Regions from separate parts of the Mus musculus genome. Here all the other regions are linked to region 3. The links are chromatin contacts, called in public promoter capture Hi-C maps. All regions are on one chromosome and are shown on one strand. Each heading gives the region's core, a stretch centred on a gene start, on an enhancer-like site or on the middle of the called end of the contact. The rest is flanking DNA. Distances are from core to core; before and after follow the strand shown.

Region 1 (2,735 bases), core at 121-2,620, 360 kb after region 3:
CTCTACTCATCATAGGGATGTACCTAAGGTTTTCCTCAGATCTGAGAGCTTTGGTGACTGGGATAGAGCAGTTCACTTCTGAGCAGGGGAAACCACAGTCCCTTGCAGTTAGGGCTGCCTGTCACATCCCCACAGTGGCAACTGTAGCCCCAAGATTTAAGAGATGCAGGGGTGAGGAGCAGTAACTCAAGGTCACCTTAAGCACTGCGTAGCAAGTGTTTCTCAAGGCCTCTGCTTCATGGCTCGCTTCCAGGTTTCTGCCTTGACTTTGCTCTGATGGCCATCAATGGTGGACTGTAACCTGTATGATGTAAACCCTTTCTCTCCCTTGCTTTGGTCATAGTCTTCGTCATAGGAACAGAAAGTAAATTAGGACAAGGAGGCATTGGGGGGAATATAGTCAAATTCATTATATTTGTGTATGAAAATAACGTGAAGTCTATTGATACAGGTGATTAACCTATATCAGTAAACAAAAAGCTTGAATGTCCAAATGCAAAAAAAAAAAAAAAAATCCTAAAAATTATTACAACTCTGTTCAGCAACCTGCAGCCCGGGAAACCTGTCAGGTCTACAAAGACTTATTGGAACTGTGATATTTCTTTTCTTTCTTTCTTTCTTTCTTTTTTTGTTTTTGTTTTTTTTTGTTTGTTTGTTTTGTTTTGTTTTTCTGTTTTTCGAAAGAGGTTTTCTCTGTGTATCCCTGGCTGTCCTGGAACTCACTCTGTAGACCAGGTTGGCCTCGAACTCAGAAATCTGCCTGCCTCTGCCTCCCATGTACTGGGATTAAAGGCGTGCGCCACCACTGCCCAGCAACTGTGATATTTCTAAAGCAGCTTAAAAGGACAGGAGGCAGAAAAGACAGGGGCCTGACTTTCAACCGCTAAGACACACTATATTTATTAGTGCACTTAGCAAGAGGCAGCCTCTCTCCCACGGGAAATTGAGGGGTCTACAGAGGGTAGAGGGAGCTGGCTGAAATGGTTTATAGGGTTGGGATGAGGGACTTGGCAGTAAGGAAGTTGTTATTTTCCAAAACAAAGTATCCTTTCTAGGATGTCCATAAGAACAAAAGGTTATCCATAACATTGTAGGAATCTTGTTTTACTGTACCAGGGGTACTTCAGGAGACCACGTGCCATCTTCCAGGGCCCACAGCCTCCTGGTTTTCACAGTCTTGCCTTCTCGACAGTCCCCGAGTCTCCCCAAGCTCACAGTACCCAGCCTTAGATTACTCATTTGGTCTCACGTGACCCTCTGATTCCCTAGACCACAATGCTACCACCATGCAGGGGCAGTAGAAGCCCAGCTCCGGGTCTTCCCGGCAAAACGGAGCAGGGCGCGGAGATTCGGGGCGGGGCCTAGGGCGGGGTTCTGGACTCTGAGAAGGAAACCCTGAGCAGACCTTTGGACTCAGCTCTGCGGGAATCACATCAGCCGTTGACTCAGTCGACTCCCCCAGGCATAAAATCACAAAAGAGTTTTTGTTAGATGCTGATTGGGGAGGGAGGGGGAAAAGGGAGTCCAGGCTCCTTTTAGAAGGCCAGACCTCTGCAGTTTGAGCCAGGGGCCGCCTGGAGCCGCCCGGGACGGCCCAGAACGGCCCAGAACGGCCCGGAGCCAACCTGGGGGGAGCAACAGGACTTGGAGGGCTCAGAACTGCTAAGGCATCTCTCTCTATCCCTGCTGAGAGTCCATGCAGTTGGTCCTGTGTGGATTCACCAGGTAGTTGCTGAGTGCAACGTTAGCCAAACCTATCCGAACGTTTGTAAAATGTTAAACAAGGGCAAAATCTGGGGAACAGGTCCTGATAACGAAGATTAAACTGTAAATTACTTTAAAATACAAGGCAATTTACCTTCAATTCCAGTACTGCAGAGGCAGGAGGACCAGCCTGGTCTATACAATGAGTTCCAGGCCAGCCAGGGTACACAATAAAACCTTGAAGAAAAAAAAAGGGGTGGGGGGCAAAGTGGCAAATCAGATACCCTGATGGGATATGAGATGGGACAGAGAGAGATGGCTCAGCAATTCTGAGCACTTGCTTGCACGGGAAATCGCAGTGATTAGACCACTCCTGTGGGTGGAAAAGGAAAAGTTTATTCAAACTGCCAAGGCTATCTCTCAAGGGTCAAAAAGGTAGGGAAAGCCTTGCCAGTTATAAAGAGAGGAGCTAGCCAGAACAGCATGGAGGTTCAGAGTGGTAGAGGGGCTTTGATATGTGTTACAGTTTATGTTAATAGGGAACTAGTTGCCACATTTGCCCCATTTGGTAGGGAAAGATTAGGGAAATGGCTCTACCTGGCAGTCAGAAGCCATTTTGTAGGCTTCTGGAGAATGCTGAGTGTAAGCTTTTGTTTATCCACAGACAAACTTGTTCTATTTTGAGTCCAGCCTGAGCTGAGCCCAGATTGTCATTTGGGGACACTGTCAGGAGTGCTGCCGTTTTAGGGACTTGAGGGTGGGGGCCTAACATCGCTCTTCCAGAGGACCAGGGTTTGATTCCCTGCACCCACACAGCAGCTCAGAAGTCTGTAACTCCACTTTAGGAGATCTGACCCCCACTTCTGGCCTCTTGGGGTTCATGGAACACAGGCATAGAAGCAAGAAAAACACCCACACAGAGCAGGCTGGGAAAGGTAAAATTTAAAGAAAATGGGAAGCTGGATATGGTGGTTCATACTTATAATCCCAACACAGAAGGGCTGCATGAGGTGAAGGCCAGTCTGGGCCAC
Region 2 (2,742 bases), core at 129-2,628, 470 kb before region 3:
AGTTGGAGGGCTGCCGTGGGGGGACCGGGGACTAGGGGACTGGCCCATACCTATCCAGCCAGGTCCCCCCAGGCACCGGTTCTTCCCAGATGATGAGCCTCCTACCTAGTGAATTTCTCTGGGTACTTCTGTGACTGGAAGAAGAAATTTGGCTGAGTGTGGGGAAAGAGAAGGGTTGGAGACCAGTCAAGATGGTGGGTAGAGAGAGCATCTGAAGAGACCAAAACAAAAATGAGACAGACTGGATCTTGGGAAGAAGGAGGCTTCCAGAGGGTGAGCGTGGCTGGTGAGCCTCTGTGCCCTGCCCCTGCGGCCACCTTCAGGTCCCTTGTGCAATATGCCTACGGGGGCGGGGTGGTGGTGGAGGGAAGGTTGAGTGACCTCAGTGTGCAGAGTCCAGTGTACTGCCCCATCCTGACTACCAAATAGCAGATGTGCCAAAAATGGAGGACCCCTAGAGAAAGTGAGGTTCTGACCATGTCAGTGGGTCCCCAGTAGCACCAGGATCTGATCACGCTTTAAGAACATACTTCTTATGGATCCTTCCCACCAGAAACCACCTGCCGTTTCATTTTCTTCACTGTGTTAGAAGGGCACAAAGGGTAACATGGTAGGCAGACGCCCTGTCTACGATATCACCTTCCCAGTGAAAGGAGAGCCGGTCTCTCAGCCTCTCCAGAGGGCTGACAGTACGATCCCTCTCACAGGATGGGGTACAAATCAAGCATTCAAATTAATATATGTTTCTGTCTAACAGTTCATGTGTTTTTCCAGACCCAGCTGAAAAGCCCAATCCAGACACTCCTGGTCTTTTGAGGAGAACAGATATGGGGGAGGGTCTGTCTCCTTTTCTCCTGTCAAAACCCTACTTTGGGATAAGCATATGAGCAGGAGGTCAGAGAGGTCTTGAGGTAGGGATGGGAGTGTAACTCGATGGTAGCTGAGTGTTTACCATGCTCAAGGCCCTGGGCCCAGTCCTTAGCACTGCCCCCTCCCCCTCTCCCAAGGTCTTGGTGTAATAAGATGGAGAGGAAAATAGGAAAGCCAGAGAGAGGCAGCATTAAACATCAAATGGCCATGGATTAGAAAACATCTAGGCAAGAGGAAAAGTGAAGACTGGGGTAGTTGCTAAGGGGAGATCTTAGTTTTCAGAACAGATGTCTGTAACTTTATGAAGTTCTGGCCTTGACCCAAAAGCTTATCAAAGTGATCGACATTTCATCTGGACTTACTGTTTCCCGAGGTCAAGCATTACTCTGATACTGGGTTCTCGAGCCATAGTTGCCTATTCTGTTGGTCTGCTCCAGCCAGGGGGTCCCCCATCTCTTTCTCCATGATTGCCCCGGAATGGCTGCAGTCTCACTCAGGTCAGAGAGCCAGAGGAGGTTTGGTGTGGGGGGAGGGGGGAGGGAGAGTATATGGTTGGCCCAAGTACTGGACAGCTGAGAGGAGGAGGGAGGTGCCTACTGAGTTGACAGTTTTAAAAATAGCTAGGTCCAAAATTCCAGGAACGTTGGTGGCAGTGGGGTGTGGGAGCTAAGGCAGCAGGAACGATGAGCAAAATAAGGATGGAATATGGAAATATTGGATACCAAGGGAGGGAGAGTATAAAGAAAGATGATGGCCAAGTCATATATCCAACTGTAGCTTATAAGCTGCCACTCAGGCCCTCCAGCATTCCCAGTAATGAACTCAGTATTCCCAGTAATGCCTTTAAGACTGCTGGTGGTGATTTTGTGTGATGCCAGTCACTCACTGCTCTCATCCTCTCTTTACTGAGGATTCCATTGAATTTCTTCTACACATAATACACTGAGGTGGCCGGCTTTGAAGATGGACGGCAAGCATAGTTCAGAGACCCTCCCCCATCTCTGCCAACTATTTCAGAAGCTGAAAGGTCCAGCTGTCCCGAGAAATCCGAGAGCAGAATTGTTTCGAGAAGGGTTTATTCCGTCTGCCCAGATCAGATCTCTGCAGCTGTCTACTCTCTCTCCACCTTTTCCATTACACTAGTTTGTGCAACAATCCCTCCTCCCTCCTCCTCATCAATACAAACACAAAAAACAGAAGCTTCCAGGTTGCAGGGGCCGGGGCCGGGGTAGTAACAGAGGCAGAGAGAAGAATCGGAGTCAGTTTTGAACACTACTGATCCACAGAGGAGTGGCGTTAGATAGGTGAATTCAGAAGGAAGACATTTGGGAATATACTTTTATAGACAAACTGTTTGAAGATTCAATTATAATCAGGGTTTTAGCTATGTCCGTCTTTTCACCTGGTGGCATTTCTGGGACACTGTCCCACAGTACTTGCCAAGGGAAAGCAGCACAGGACTGATTACAAAGTGTGTCACAAAAGCTTCTGGCCCTGTCAGCTCTACATGAAGTTCTACAGGTCCACATGGTACATGGTCCCTTCTCAGGCACGCATACACACACACACACACACACACACACACACTTTACAAGAGAAGTGTGGGAGCACATGTATTTTTTATAATGAATTTAGCTTTTTCTCAACTATACAAGACCATATCACAATAATCTTTTACATTAAGTTATTTAGAACATGTCTGTCTCTGTGTGTCTGTGTGTACCTATGTGGATGTCAGAAACGTTATAGGAGTCAATTCTTTCCTCCCACCATGTGGGCGTTAGGGGCCAAATGTGAGGTTTGGTAGCTAGTTCCTCTACCTACCTGCTGAGCCATTTCACCAGCCCACATCCCAAGAACTTTTATTCCATA
Region 3 (2,700 bases), core at 155-2,654:
CCTTGCTGTCCTGGAACTCACTCTGTAGACCCCGCTGGCCTCAAACTCAGAGATCTGCCTGTCTCTGCCTCCTGAGTGCTGGGATTAAAGGTGTGTGACACCACTGCTGGCTTGTTCTTTTTAAGATACAGAAAGTTGAAAAAATATGACATACTATATTACAGTCCAGGTAAGGAAATAGAATCCAAGCAACATGGGTGATGGTGATTTTTCAGATACCAGTAACTTGCTAGATTTGTGGGTAAATTTTATTTTCTTTGATGAGTCAGTTTTCTATAATATATGAACTTTTTTGCTGATAAAACAGGATTGTATATAACATTAGATCTCATTTGTGTGTAGTTAATATCCCACTGACTCGTTTAATATAAAGCTTTAAGGCTTCTGTCAAAACATATGCACACCAGTAACTCCAGCACTGCAGACACTGAGGGGTCACGCGTTCAAAGTCAGCCCGTGTTACATTGCAAAGCCTTATTCAAACAAAAAGGAAGAAGAAAGAAAGTCTCAAAACCTGTACTGTGCCCAATGGGAAGTTTTATTTACTGGTTTATTTATTGACTGGAAAACTGAAAAGAACACATTTTCACAATTTTAGAAGTGACAAATACCTGTATTTCAAGTGACTTCTAGTCTTCCTCAAGGGATTTGGAAACTTCGCATAATTTGCATAACCCGATTAAGTTCTTCTATTCTATTTAACCGCATATTTCTTACAGTATGTTGAAAAAACTAGTATTTAGTGGTGCTGTGTTGATTTTAAATTAATTTTTTAAATTAGCATTCTCAATGAGTCTCATAATGGCATTTATACACATGACAATAATATCTCATTCTAATGTGTTTCCTTTTTTTCCTGCCTCCAGCCCCTCTACCCCTAACCCCGCGGTTCCTAAAGCTCCCTGGTCCCCTTCCTCTACTAAATAGTCTGTCTGTTTTGTGCTCCTTGTATTCATTCCCTTGTATTCCAATACTATGTCTATCCGGGTCTCCCTCTCTTAAAATCTCCTTCTCACCTCTGGTGATCCTTTGCAGTTTCACATCTCACACACGTCATTATTTTGGTGTAAATATTTGAAGCACTAATAGCCAATGATTTGTTGCAGTTATTTGTCTTCCTGGTTGTACAGTTCTCTATTGTAAGAAGGTGAGGAACAAAACACCTTGATCCGAAGTGTGATAATAGTGTGTCATCTGTTGAATTTTTTGGAAACTGAAGCTTTAAGATCCAGTTGATTGCTAATTGTTCTTGCTTCTTAGATTAAAAATGTGTTTACCTTTAAATTCTCAAGTTGGTTTTGTTCCGGCCCCAATGAATTAACTGTCCCCGCCCATTGCAGGGGCCCTGGAAACCCGGCGTCCCTGAAAGCCAACCAAATTCAGTACTTTGGGCGCCGCGAGCTCGCAGTCCCAGCGGTCCTGAGTAGGGGGCGGGTGGAAGCTCCGCGCCTTCCTGGGGTCTCTAAGGTCTACAACATCTCTAAATAGCGTTCCCATTGTTTCTTCATTCAACAAACGTGATGAATTTCAGCTCCCCTTCTCTCTTTAGGAAACCCAGTTGAGTCTCATTCTATGACCTACCAAATACAAAATGCCGTCTCTTGATGCTACTTTGTTTGGATACTTTAGAAAACCGGGGCTGCCTCTGTAACCTAGCCTGGGCTATCAGAGAACTTGCTATGCAGTACAGACCTGGGACCCCGCTGCCCCAGCCTGCCCAGTGCTACGATGACGTGCGAGGGCTTCAGAAAAGATGCTCAGCAAACAGTGTCCGAGAGAGCTGTATCCCGCGGTGCGCCAAGCGCTTCCCTACTCAGGACCAGAAGCCAGCACAGCGCGGGTTCGGGGAAACAGGCTGCCTTCCACTCCCTACCGAGAAGCGTCGGGAATGGCACCGTCGCTTAGCTGCTGAGTCTGAGTCCCGGACTCCACGGAGGAACTACAATTCCCAGTATCGGAGCTACCCGGACTCCCGGAAGCCGAGGCTTTGGCGACCGGAAGCAGCTGAGACCCAACAGGCCTGAGGTTAATTCAGCCAGGAAAGTGGGTGGGAAGGGCTGTGGGGCACCTGTCAATTCGCCACCATGAATGTGGTCTTTGCTGTGAAGCAGTATATTTCCAAAATGATAGAGGACAGCGGGCCGGGCATGAAGGTACTTCTCATGGATAAAGAAACGGTGAGTTTGCTTTTGCTCAGTATTTATAAAGGAAGCTCTCCCTTCCTTTAGAATTGCTGGCCCCGTTCCGCTGTAGAACTTAGCATTTCACTGATGACGATGATCAAGTCTGTCTGGCACTGGGAAAGTTGTAGAATGCTTTCCCAGTGGGTGTGCAGTCTAACCAGCTCTAACTGGTGCCAAGAGACTTCTTACACCTGAAAGAGTGTCTGCAAAGAAATTGTTACTGGCGACACAGGGAAGACTTTACTCAACGTTGTTTTTAAAAGTAAATTGTTGGGGTTCAGCTGAAATAACAGGCTATTTGTTGACCACAACTTTAAAAAAGGAATTGTAAAGGAATGGTGAAGATCCTCTTTAGAAGTTTCTGAGTTGTTCATGTTCAGAGAGAGTGGTAGGTTTTCATTCTAACACATTACAGCCTGTTTTGGATATTAGGTAAATATTATTCTGTATATTAGAATTTAAATTACCTACTCAAATATTAGTGGCAAAAGGCTTAACTATTGATGCATGTTTTTAC
Region 4 (2,700 bases), core at 161-2,660, 380 kb before region 3:
GGGGACTCTCAAGACTACCTGCCTGCAGCCCCCTGACCTGCTGAGAACTGGTTTCCGAGGCCCCTCCCACTCACTGGCCTTCTCTGCTACATCAGGTTTTCTGGGTGGGTGCTTCCTTCCAGCCTTCTGTGAGCCTCGTTAGAGTGCACAGTACTAGTGTCCTGCCTGTTTCTGGGCACATCTTTGCTAAGTGGCCTCACATTTCTGCTTGAGCTGAAGGCCTCAGAGTGTGAGATATATACAGAAACCTACTCCTTAGGGAAAGAGTTTTTTGGTCACAGGTAACAGCACCCAGCAGTCAGTGAGAGGTGGTAATGCCTTTGAGGACATTTTTATAGGTGAAGCAGCAGGATGCCCACATACATTCATGCATGTCTAGAAACATATCAAACAGTGAATGAGGATTGATTCAGACCTGCAGTCTGGCCTGTGGGGTTTCCTGGTTTTAATGTGGGGCTTCAGTTATAGCAGATGTCACCAATGGGGGGTGGGGGGAGGGAGGGCAGGGGCTCTGTTCTGTATTGAACCCATATTTATAAAAACAAAACAAAACACAGAGATATCTGACTGTTCAGGTCTATGATCCGAACTGCTACGGAGGCTGGGGCAGGTGGTTCAAGGCCTGCCTAGGCAACGTAGTGAATTACTGTGTGTACAAATGAAAAGTGACAAGTGCGGGTAGGATAGTCCAGTGGTAGAGGGCACACAGTTCCGTTCCTAGTACAGAGTATCGGAACATTCTTCTCTTCCAAATAAAACAAGCCAAACATAACAAAACCCCAACCCCTTTATAAACACAAGCCTTGTGAACTCCAGGACGCCTGGGATGGCAGATAGGGGAAAGGAGACACAGAAATAACTCAACCTTTGGTTCAGGGTCTGTTTATGAATGTGGAATGAAACCTGGACTATGAACCTAGCCATCCTGGCTTCTAAGAACATGCAGAGAACCATGGTGATTATCCTGCTCATAACATTCACATGAATGTTAAGGATTTTCACAGAAATGTAATGGCTTCTGACTGGATAGCACACCACCAGCTGTGCTGAACTTTCCTAAAACTCACCCAGCTGTCTGCAAGAACTGGGCAGGCACCAGCTCCACGCAGTGACAGCACAGGAAGGGCAAGGATTAGTGTCCTTGTGACAGGGAACAAAGCATATTTAAAAAAAAAAAAAAAAAGGCTTACAAAGAAGATCGCGTTCAGAACCCCACTGTAGATCTAAGAGAACCCTGGCACACTGTGTTAAGAGATACAAGCAGCTTGAACTGGGAGGTGACAAGAAGAGAAAGGGCCAAGTGACCAGGTTCTAAGTTGATTTTTCACAAAAACAATAAAATTGTAAGGTTAGATTTTAAAGAACAAAAGTTAACAGCATTTGTTTGGAGAGGAAACAAAAGAGGAATTGTCTCCTAGTGACTCTTTCCCTGTTCTTTCAATTGCCAGGGACTCATTTCAAACCATGCTGAGAAGGTTTGTGCTGGCAGCTAAGCCCAGGCTTGGTGGTGTGAGACTTCAAAACAGGAGCCGAGGAAAGGAGAAATTCAACCCAGAATTTGAGTTACTCGCCTGTAAGTGTGCTCTATGGTTTTAAGAAACAACACTGAAACAAAAACTCCAGACTTCTAATCTTAGGGGTTTTCTCATTCATTTATAACTGATCAAGACGTCATTTCAAAGAATTAAAGACTTGACAAATAGGCCACTCCTCAGATGACAGTCAGCGAAGACTATGGGTTTACCAGTTCAGTACCTAGCATTAGAAAAGCAAAAACAACAATCGCTGCACTTTTCTGAATTTAATCCTTAATCGTGGCTAAGGAATTTTTTTGAAAACGTACACTACATAGTTACCACTTTTCTCTCCCTTAACAGCTCTTCAGTGTCCCAGGTTATGCAAAGAAACCAGTATACAAAACTATAGTAAATTAAAATAAACATGCATGCACTGTATCTGATATAAACAGCCACGAAGCTACAACGCACACACAAACGTTTCCAAAGGAAAAGAAATACAACTTTTGAACTCTATGAACAGGCTCAGGTGTGAGAGTTTGGGGAAATCGCAGGGGTCAGCACACCCCAAGCACAGTGTATCCCGACCATGGAGTCTCTCTCCCCTGCTGGGTAACTCTGCTTGCCATAGCAGCAGCGAGGACACAGCCCCACAAGGAAGATGGGTCTGGAGGTCTTAGTGTGCCAGGTGAAGAGACAGGAGATGGGAAGGAGAAAGCTAATAGGGAACAGAACCACATGGCCTGTAGAAGCTGCAGGTAGCAAGACGTCTCATAGCTGGAGAATAAGTATAATGCCCATTCTAGACATATAGCTTATAAATATAATAACTGGTTTGTGTGTGTGTTTTTATACGGGTTTATTGGGGTAAGAAATCCACGAAACAGTTGGCACCCCTACGTCGGGCTTAGAACCTAACTAACTTGAAATAAAAGACCCCCGCCTCCCACCCCCGTCCCCCCAATATAAACAGCTAGGGCTGCGGTCTAAAGCTGCGGCACTGTGTAAATTAAACGCTGCCTCCCCAAGCCCTAAGCAAACCCTAGCAACCAGAGGCGGCACCCCAGCCAGAGCTGGGATTTAGGCAGCGCTAGCATCACAACAGTTGGGGTTCCCTGAAACTAAAGAAGGACTAAGGACCCTGGGGCGCGACTGCCTGCGAAATAGCCTTCTCAAAAGCACA
Region 5 (2,700 bases), core at 121-2,620, 500 kb before region 3:
AAAAGGAAATAATGTTTTGAGATATTTCAACCCCCATGCATCTAATTTATTATCCCTGACCAAGAAGAATTTTAAAACCTTTTTAAAAACAAAAACAAAAAATCCTCACCATTAGGTCAGGGGTATTGACATCCACTAGATCCATCACTTCGAAGTTTTTCTTTGCCTCTTGAGTTGGCTGGCTGGGGCGATCGAGAAAAGCCTTCACCCAGTAGTCTACGCAACCATATTTTCCTTTAAAGGATGTTCCCAGGGGCCTGTGTCAAAACAATGAACCAAAATTAAGGCTAAGAACTGTAAGAGATCAATGGAGGGGGAAGACTTAGAAATAAGAGTGCAAGGTGCACACGGTGGATGCCTACCCTTGAGGAAGCTCGAAGCCGAACTTGTACTCATATTTGTTTCCAGGCCTCATGATCACCATCTCGTTCTCACCTGCTGGGAAACAAAGACAAGGGGCCATTAGGCTTCTTGTTACATTTTGAAAGCGTCAATGAGGAGTGCCTGGGCAGTAGACTACCTTACTTCACTTCCACTTTCATCTCTTACACTATGGAAGAAAAGATCCCAGAGCACTTTCTTGGACAGAAAGTTGCGAAATCCACAAATACATTAATCTTTAAGTAGTAGCTAAGACAACACTTTCAGGAAACAGTACCTCAGAAAGTGTTCAAATCACTCTAGGGGGGTGAAGGGTAGTGAAAAACTTGCTAATTACAAAGTAAAAAAATATAGGGACCAACAGTTCAAACCATTCAAACGAACAACTCGAAACATTTAGTGGTGCCCTCCCCGACCCACAGACCTCCCAAGTCACCATCAGTCCTGCTGGGAGCAGTACCTGTAGGCTGCTCTTCTAGGAGAAGTGTGTCTTCATAGCGCAAGTAGTCCAAAGTCTGTTTGCACTGCTGAGACCCTTGCATCCACAGGACCTTGGCCACGCCGCAAGCCAGGATCCTGACGGCTTTGACTCGGGTAACTTCACACACTTCCACTATTACCCGTCCGGCCACCTTCTCCCCGCTGCCGTACACCTTCTCGGGGTCGTTGAAGACCACCTCAAAAGACTTGATCTTCTTGAACATCACCATGATTGAGCCGAGTGGGTTCAAGAAAAACGAAAGCCGGAGAGGAAAAAAATCTTTAAGAACCCTTCAAAGCAAACGAAGAGCTCGCCTCCGTAAAGTCAGGGCTTGAAAACCCAAACGAAAATGTAAAGAAAGCTTCAAACAAACCCTAACAACTTTTCCAAAAGGTGCCTGGAAGTTTCAGCCTGCCGGCTGTGCCAAAAGCTTTCAGGAGAAAAATAACAGCTGTCTTCCGCAACTGGAGAAACTCTGGAAACCCCGAGACCAGAGGAGGAGAGTGTCAAGCGGCTGCCGGAAACGGCTTATATAGCCGCCTGGCTTGGCGCTCCACGCGAGTGCTGGCCTGGAGGCTCGTGCAGCCCTCGTGCACAGTTCTCCCATTGGCTACTTGGCCCTTGTTTACCAGGCCTCCAACCAATCAGCGAGGCCGCCGGGGCGCGTGGACACGGTGTGCTCCTAGCGGGGAAAATGGTTGTTGTTCGGGTGCGCAGCCTTGCCAGCAGGAGGGGCGGGGCCCGGGGCGACGGGTGCCCTCCCTCCCCCCGGGAGGCTGGGACCCCGGGACCCTGAACCTCATCCAGGGGACTCCTCTTGGGAGCTGGGTTATTTGGGTGTGTGCTTTGTTTTTTTTTTCCCCCTTCTTTTTTTAGGTGAAAGAAAAATGTGCTTAGGAGAGGATTTCATGACTCGCCTGAGCCAGCGCAATTCATTTCGAGGTGACCATTTATTCCTGGCTCACAAGTTCGCAAGTCTTGTGAAAAACAATCCCATCGCACCGAGGATACTCCAGGATGGAGCGGAGGGCGAGAGTGCAGTCGTGTTAGTGAGAAAGAGCCCACCCGATATGCTCCTATTGCACTTCTATTGAAGAATAAAAGGCTGCGGTCTCTCCAGACGAGAACTTGTCAGATATTTTAAAGTCTGGCTTTCAGTCCTTTCTGGTGAATGCTCTGGTGGGTTCCCCTCATTTCCCCCTCATTTCATGCCCCTATGTGCTGCTACTGTTCCTCGCCCATTACATTCTATTCTGTTCTCTGGAGCGGAAGCAGTAAGGGAGTGTCCACATCCTGTTGCTTATCCCCTCATCTCTTCAGTGTACCTGTGAAGTTGGGGAACATTTTGTATATGTTCCCTTGTTCCTCACTGCAGCTTTGTGAGGTGTTTACTTTCACACTGATGGCTCCCCCGTCCTTGTTTCTCCAGGAAACAAGAGGTGGACAAACCAAAAAAATAAAATAAAAGAAAGAAAGAAAAAGGAAGAAAAAGAACCTCACTCCTTACTTTGTTTTCGAGTTCCTGTCATTCTTTTCCCCCCTCTGTCCTCTCTCCAAATTCACTAAATGAAATGCATGTCCCTAAGCCTGTTTCAATTTCACCGGCGCTGGAGCTGTGTTAGTTTCACTTAGTTATCTGGCAAACCTTGCTGAGAGATGCCTCAGGAGCTGACTAGAGAAATAACTCTTAAGTGTGCAAAGAAACTCTTGTGTGAAGGATTACCTGCAACCCCCTCCCCCTTCGCCCCCTACTCTATTCCCCACCCACCCACCCACTCCCACCCCCACCCCCACCCCGCGCCGGAGCCTTGTCATTGAGTCCTAAACTCCTTCCATAT

The links. Promoter capture Hi-C pulls out the DNA fragments that hold promoters and counts their contacts.
Region 1: a contact with region 3 is called in a promoter capture Hi-C map of stem cell-derived epiblast-like cells, with 3 times the contacts expected there. The contact joins the enhancer-like site here to the promoter of Vps45 in region 3. A contact is called at or near these places in 6 of 39 promoter capture datasets (cranial neural crest, hippocampal neurons, liver and 3 more) and 1 of 115 datasets of contacts at active chromatin or transcription factors (pancreatic cancer cells).
Region 2: a contact with region 3 is called in a promoter capture Hi-C map of neutrophils, with 2.3 times the contacts expected there. The contact joins the promoter of Hjv here to the promoter of Vps45 in region 3. A contact is called at or near these places in 4 of 39 promoter capture datasets (hippocampal neurons, liver, neutrophils and 1 more) and 1 of 484 Hi-C or Micro-C datasets (B cells).
Region 4: a contact with region 3 is called in a promoter capture Hi-C map of embryonic stem cells, with 4 times the contacts expected there. The contact joins the enhancer-like site here to the promoter of Vps45 in region 3. A contact is called at or near these places in 3 of 39 promoter capture datasets (embryonic stem cells, hippocampal neurons and stem cell-derived epiblast-like cells), 1 of 15 datasets of contacts at CTCF or cohesin (embryonic stem cells), 4 of 484 Hi-C or Micro-C datasets (B cells, embryonic stem cells and pro-B cells) and 1 of 115 datasets of contacts at active chromatin or transcription factors (bone marrow-derived macrophages).
Region 5: a promoter capture Hi-C map of pre-B cells shows a contact between it and region 3, with 3 times the contacts expected there. The contact joins the promoter of Txnip here to the promoter of Vps45 in region 3. A contact is called at or near these places in 1 of 39 promoter capture datasets (pre-B cells) and 1 of 115 datasets of contacts at active chromatin or transcription factors (bone marrow-derived macrophages).

What each region holds. Positions count from the first base shown.
Region 1 is chr3:95,700,951-95,703,685 of GRCm38.p6, reverse strand. No RefSeq gene overlaps it. Among named protein-coding and RNA genes, the nearest start is that of Adamtsl4, 14 kb to the right of the region's middle. Within about 2 kb of position 1,370, at least 228 of the 459 cell types and tissues checked have an H3K27ac peak or open chromatin away from gene starts, as enhancers often do. A contact at or near this core is called in hippocampal neurons, liver, pancreatic cancer cells and 1 more, where this site is marked.
Region 2 is chr3:96,523,821-96,526,562 of GRCm38.p6, reverse strand. It overlaps Hjv (hemojuvelin BMP co-receptor), which reads right to left and starts at 1,378. Exons shown (of 4, transcript NM_027126.4): 1 at 1,233-1,378; 2 at 1-134. The coding sequence starts at 48.
Region 3 is chr3:96,057,159-96,059,858 of GRCm38.p6, reverse strand. Vps45 (vacuolar protein sorting 45) reads left to right here and starts at 1,404. Exons shown (of 15, transcript NM_013841.3): 1 at 1,404-2,177. The coding sequence starts at 2,085.
Region 4 is chr3:96,440,916-96,443,615 of GRCm38.p6, reverse strand. It overlaps BC107364 (cDNA sequence BC107364), which reads left to right. Exons shown (of 4, transcript NM_001256181.1): 2 at 1,449-1,573. The coding sequence starts at 1,465. Among named protein-coding and RNA genes, the nearest start is that of n-THgtg2, 6.3 kb to the right of the region's middle. Within about 2 kb of position 1,410, at least 19 of the 459 cell types and tissues checked have an H3K27ac peak or open chromatin away from gene starts, as enhancers often do. A contact at or near this core is called in embryonic stem cells, where this site is marked.
Region 5 is chr3:96,556,627-96,559,326 of GRCm38.p6, reverse strand. Txnip (thioredoxin interacting protein) reads right to left here and starts at 1,370. Exons shown (of 8, transcript NM_001009935.2): 1 at 842-1,370; 2 at 363-438; 3 at 110-257. The coding sequence starts at 1,091. It overlaps Gm15441 (predicted gene 15441), which reads left to right. Exons shown (of 4, transcript NR_040409.1): 3 at 930-2,041.